Linked DNA regions of Astyanax mexicanus: region 2 is linked to region 1. The links are chromatin contacts, called in public Hi-C maps. All regions are on one chromosome and are shown on one strand. The core of a region is the stretch at or near the end of the contact, and the rest is flanking DNA. Distances in the headings are between cores, read along the strand shown. Region 1 holds the start of yars1 (tyrosyl-tRNA synthetase 1). Region 2 has its middle 20 kb from the start of mfsd2ab.

Region 1 (3,247 bases), core at 410-2,909:
TTTGTTTTTCTATCCTGTTTCCTTTGCTTTTCTACTGTGATAGATTTATAATTGTGGGACTAATAAAGGATACTAATAAAGTATTAAAAATGCACAAAGCACTAGCTGTCCGTTTAACTTAAATGGGAAAGAGAGAGGAGGTTCAATGTAATGTCCACTCAACCATGATAAACTGTTTTTGTGTAAAGATCCTTTAGGAAGGAAACCCACGCAATGAACCTCTTGTCTGCTGGAAGGCACACTTTGGACATGTAGCTAGTTTCTTCTTTGAACCCAGTCAAAGTTTCTTCTGAAATTAAGGATACTGATATGGAGCTTGATGTTTCTTTCATTTCCTTTTCTGCAGTAATAGTAGCAAGCTAGCCAACAGGCTGAAGAGCAGCTACTCCAGAGTGTCCCATTCAATGGCCAGTAAAGTTATATAGAGACTGTAAACTCCTGTGTCAGCAGTCACACAGCATGCAGCAGTTCACTAACGGCAAATCTCCACATCTATTCATATAAACAGACAACCACACATTTACCATCAACCGCAATATAGCTCAATAAGGTTTAAATCAGGGACAAAACCACACTAACTGGACTAACAGGTACATTACATATTAAGCCCTGAAATTATACCCTGAAATATTATATCACCCACCCTTAATAATCACATCAGGGTACTACTTATGTTTGCTGTTTTAGCAAAAGAAACATTTAGACTGTTCTAATTTCCTATTATATATCTACTAGAGAAAGATTATATCTGTCCAGTATCATTTTTTATTTATTTTACTTTAGTCCTGGATATGTGGAGATATATGGAGTGCATTATTATTATCAAAACATTCTGGATCATTGACTTCTGTTTCAAATATGATACACTTATTGTATTTTTTTATATATCAGTTAAGGGTGTGCCATAAGCTTCATTTTATTGCAGTAGTGTATTATTGATTTTTTTTTTAATTCAGTGTTTTGTCATATCTCCAAGAATATCATTATCGTGAAAATACCATGGAATATCGTGATAATTTTTAGGGCCATATCGCCCACCCCTAAACCAAATTCCTTTGATTAATCTCCTAGCTCTATTGTGAACTATAGGTAATATGTCTTTAATAACTAGCTGTATGACCTGCAGCACGCCAGTACAAAAAATAACGTACAACATATAACTTAATACCTTTAAATCACTGTTTTAAAACCAAGTTAAACTAGTCCAAGATATATATATATATATATATTATCCTTTCAATAGGAAACCTCCATTCAGAATACTGTGTGGTCTAAACTAGGATTAGTCCCTGTTTGAGAAACTGCCCCACAGTGTCTACAACCTGGATTTATACGTTATTTAAACCAGAGCTAATTTAAAGCAGCCGATAGTCAGTAAGCTAGTTATCTAGTCTAGCTAACGACTAGACTTCCTCGAAACATATGCTAAATCATATTCATATTTAATCTATCCTCAATAAACGCTCGATTATTCACTTTCCGGTAAAGCATACATGTCCGTTGTTTAATTATGAGTGTATAATAGCTGGTGAGAGAGCTGGTAAACCCTATAAAGCCTTTAATGCGTAATAAAATGAAGGTAAATCATCAGACAGAGCTGAAACCCGTACCGGAGCGCCGTGTCTCTGCAGACTCAGAAAACGTGTAGTTTGCTGCCGGTTACCTCATCTCTTTCAAAATAAAAGTCTTTACTCTTCCCAAAAAATGTAATAACTATTTATTTTTTTATTAAATGTCCGCAAATAGCTTCACGATATTGAATAAAAGGACAGACCACAAAATCTAAGTTTAATAGTAATAATCATATATATAGAGGATAAATATTTTATTTATGTTTAATACTATTAGAAACGGGATTTGAAATCTGAGCGTTGCATCAGCGCTGTGTAATCTATTGTCGAGTCTGATCCTCAGGATTAATAATCGATAAAAGATCTCTCTGTGAGTTTCTGTTATCCAGGCACTAGATGGAGCACGTGCGTAAACCATAAGTATTGTAAAGAGACGTCGGAAAAATTAATATTTTAAGTTACTTATATTATATTATATATTTAATAAATTATATGAACCACAGTCTTATAATATATATATAATAATGTATAAATTAATTATTATTATTATATTATTTCATACATTAATATTACAATTTGCACATGATGTACAACTTATTTTACCTTCTATACTGGTAAAGAATTATTTTACATTTCACATATTACTGATTATTTACACAGATTAGTATCGTCATCTTTCAAATAAAATTGTAATCTAACTGCCATTTTTTGTTTGTATTTTTTTTTTTTTTTTGATAAATTATCTCCTTGTGATGCTGCATGGACACCTGTGGTAAAGTCTCCTGCACCCTCAGCTGATCAATTAATTTCTACCCCTTTAGTATAATGGCCTATATTAAGAATATTAAGAATGTGACTTAAGCTAATTTATTATAACTAAGACAAAATAAAATGTGAATCTGGTCATTTTAATAGCTTTCAAAAATTGAGCTACCTTTACTGAACTGACTTTAATTAATCAGTCCCTAAAGGGAAAGTGATGCTATTTTTACTATAATATAAAGTTATTTCTTAATAATAAAGGATATAGGCTACACATATTGCATAGTTATTCAGTCATATTATTGAGTTTATTAGGTTTTTTAGATTGCATTTTAGTCTGCAAAATAGTCTATAAGAAAAAAAACTATAAAGCTAGCTAAAAATGCTCTACAATTTGTTGCTGTTAAAGTGTTTTCTCTCTTTTCAATCAGTATTAAACAAATGTTTAAGAAGGACTGTCCCTGCTTGGTTTTACTGCATGATTGTATGATAAACTATTCTCTTAAACCATTACTAATCTTTAAATAGCCATAACAACTGTCAAATGTTTTTTGTGTTTCCTGAAAAACTTGTTCCTTCATTTTCACAGACTCAAATGTAATGGTACAATTAATTGATAAGCATTTTTAATGATGGCCTCTCCAGTTCCTTCCTTATTTTATGACAATTTAAGGCAAATGGCTGAAGATTGCTATGTGTTTGCATTTATTTGCATTCAGACGCTGTTCATGGCTGCTACATGCAATGCAAAGATGAGTTCAATTAATAGACCCTCATTAAGACCTATCCAGAGATAACAGAGACTTGGAAACGTTAGGAAAATCTCTGTTCATCCACTTTAGAGACACTAGATGGCGCACTAATGCAAGTATGAGTATTGTGAGGGGGGCTATTGGTTACATAAGGTACAGTGT
Region 2 (3,145 bases), core at 543-3,042, 40 kb after region 1:
GTTTGATCCAGTTATTATATTTTATTATATTAATACCATTTTAAAGTTTTTCATTTCTATGTTTTGAAATTCGTTAGATTATATTTTTGTCCACATTTTGGGTTTATTTTCGTTTGTTATTTTTCTAATAATAATAGAATTATCATAATTTATTTTCAAAGTACCGTGCCCAACACTGGCTGACAATGAGCAAGTTTCCTGGCACAACCAGCATGAATGACATGAAATGTTTAAAATTAATACATTTATTATTATTATTATTTATATAATATAAATAATAATAGAATAATAATAATAGAATAATAATAGAATAATAATAAATAATAGAATAATATGCCAATTAGGCATATTTAGCAGTAGGGTATTTTTTCATCCCTGACTCTAATTCATTGAAGTCATATACCTGATTTGATCTTTTTCCGTACAGTCCCTGCTAAAGTTTTAGGTGAAGGAGACCTAAAGAAGGTCAGTGCATGTTTCTGGAAAAACAAAACAGTGGGCGTGGCATCCCGATGGTTACCATGCATCGCAATGTTGGGTCATAAATGAGGATGGACGATGATATCATCCGTCGGCACAACCCTATTTCTTGCATATTAATGTTGATGGGCCCCCTAGCTAAATTCGCCTTGAGCCCCCAAATTGCTAAGTCCGCCACTGGGTAGGGGCTAGATAGAGGAGTATAAAGCCCCTTCAGAACTGAGCTTTTGGGATGAGTTGGGGAGTTGTTGATGAGGTGTGGTGCTGATCATCCAACAACTTGCTGCTGCTGCTGCTGCTAAATTCAATCCAGTCCTCAAAGCAACCTCCTAATCTCTTGTTGTGGTTGAATAAGCTGTCTTCTTATATCCCTCCAGAAAGAACCCTGTTCAATATCAAGAAAAAAATCTAAGCTGTTTAATGAATATAGGGAAATTTTATAACATACCTAACATCTAGGACAATATTAGTAACTCATACCTAAAATTACTTAGGTAGTTACTATTACCGGGTGTGTTTGTGGATTTGTAATTTTATTTACTAGTATGCTAGCTCTGCTCTGTGGATTTCTCTACATCTTAATTGTTTGTTTGTTTACTCATCCTTTTTTCTTCAGTGGACTTTATTAATGGCACTGTGTGGGAATATTGTTGTGAGTGGGTTAGTTGTGTTAGTTGTGTTTATTGTGAAGTATCTGTCACATGTAATCTTGATTGTTAAAAAAATGAAAAAAATAAATATATATTGATTTTTTTTTAAATCATCAAAGCAATGCTTCAAAATCTAATAGAAACTTTTCATGTACAGTAAAGATATATTCTCCAACAAAATTAGTATCTCAAACAAACTCTCTTTTTAATACACTTGATTTGGAAAGAAACAATAAAGGACCAGATCAAATGTATACAAAAGTATTGAGACATCTAAAGTGATTGAGGGAGAGGTTGGGTGGAGTGGTTCTTCCATAGTATCACTCCAAAGAACCGTTCTTGGCTCATTTATTTTTAACAGTGTGTGTAATATCAGTAATATGATGCAATTAGACAGTTGCATTCGAGAGCCCTGCAGTGTGTCACACATGACTGTACAGGGGGAAAAACATAAACTAAAAAGTCACATGATTAAAGCCATTCATTGCTTTGTCACAGTGGTGTGACACACAGCCGTACCGTGAGGGTATCTGATCTTGGGGGCAGAAGTCAGCATTGACTGACGGCTTCCTGTCTATTTTAACTCCTCAGTGTTCAGACATGCCATAAAGATTCCCAGCGGCTCACCGCCTTCGTCATGAACTTTCCGTCCTGACCCCTGCCTGAAGTACGTAAAGAGGGGCCGTCGCCATACACAGGCATGCATGTGCCTCTGTCGTTATTTTCATCAGCAAGCATGGCCTGCACTTCATACCTTCACCTGTACAACCTGTGATGAAAGAAGAACTGGGCTGGGTCAGACTAATAGGCGTGTTAGGCTACTGAGATTATACACCATTATGATGGTTTAAATAACATGGTTCACACCCGTCCATCCACACATATACACTCACGCACACACCCATACACAGTAAATGTACTTCTTGAGGTTATTTTATATTATATAGAATATACAATACTGTACACTTTTAGACAATCTTTAAAAGTGTCAAAATGCTCCTTATCTGGAAGTAATGTTATAATAAGTATATATAAAATGAATGCTAAAAAATGTGGTTTTATAATAACTATGTTCATTAAAACATCTTCATAGCTCTCCTCATTGAAATCTAGTACCAAAAAAGTTATGACTGTATGACAAATTAAAATGATAATAAAAAAAAAACATAGTTTTCCTTACTTTTCCTTTTATTCCATTACAGACAGAATTAAGCCAATATACAGCTCTGGAAAAAAAAAGAGGCCACTTAAAAATGATGAGTTTTTTTTTTTTTACCAAATTGAAAACCTCTGAAATGTAATCAAGAGGAAGATGGATGATCACAAGCCATCAAACCAAACTGAACTGCTTGAATGTTTGCACCAGGAGTGGCATGAAGTTATCCAAAAGCAGTGTGTAAGACTGGTGGAGGAGAACATGCCAAGCCAAACTGTGATTAAAAATCAGGGTTATTCCACCAAATATTGATTTCTAAACTATTAAAACTTTCTAAATATGAACTTGTTTTCTTTGCATTATTTAAAGTCTGAAAGCTCTGCATCTTTTTGTTACTTCAGCCATTTCTTATTTTCTACAAATAAATGCTCTAAATTACAATATTTTTATTTGGGATTTGGGAAAAATGTTGTCTGTAGATTATAGAATAAAACAACAATGTTTATTTTACTCAAACATATAACTATGAAATAGCAAAATCATAAAAACTGATTCAGAAACTAAAGTGATCTCTTATTTTTTTCCAGAGCTGTATATATTAATAAATGAAATGAAGCTGATCAGATAAAACATAAAATATATTGGCTTCATCCTTTCTACAATAACACTTTTCATATTGTACTAACATTGTCTGATATGGTATCAATTTTCATCAGTGTATAATTATATTAAATAATGCGAGCTTTCAGTTGAACTCATCCATGTGCTCTCTGGGGAAGAAATCTGGAACCAAGTTTTGCTCTCAAACCAAAAACCTGATCTCAAATGTTTTCTTCAACACAAGAAAAGTTTTTTTTTT

Evidence for each region. Hi-C and Micro-C count contacts between places; a contact is called where the count stands out from the background.
Region 2: a Hi-C map of blood shows a contact between it and region 1, with 8 times the contacts expected there. The contact joins the enhancer-like site here to the promoter of yars1 in region 1. A contact is called at or near these places in 2 of 3 Hi-C or Micro-C datasets (blood and muscle).

What each region holds. Positions count from the first base shown.
Region 1 is chr3:44,919,567-44,922,813 of AstMex3_surface, forward strand. yars1 (tyrosyl-tRNA synthetase 1) reads right to left here and starts at 1,660. Exons shown (of 14, transcript XM_007249282.4): 1 at 1,611-1,660.
Region 2 is chr3:44,959,304-44,962,448 of AstMex3_surface, forward strand. No RefSeq gene overlaps it. Among protein-coding and RNA genes, the nearest start is that of mfsd2ab, 20 kb to the left of the region's middle. Within about 2 kb of position 1,793, the one cell type or tissue checked has an H3K27ac peak away from gene starts, as active enhancers do.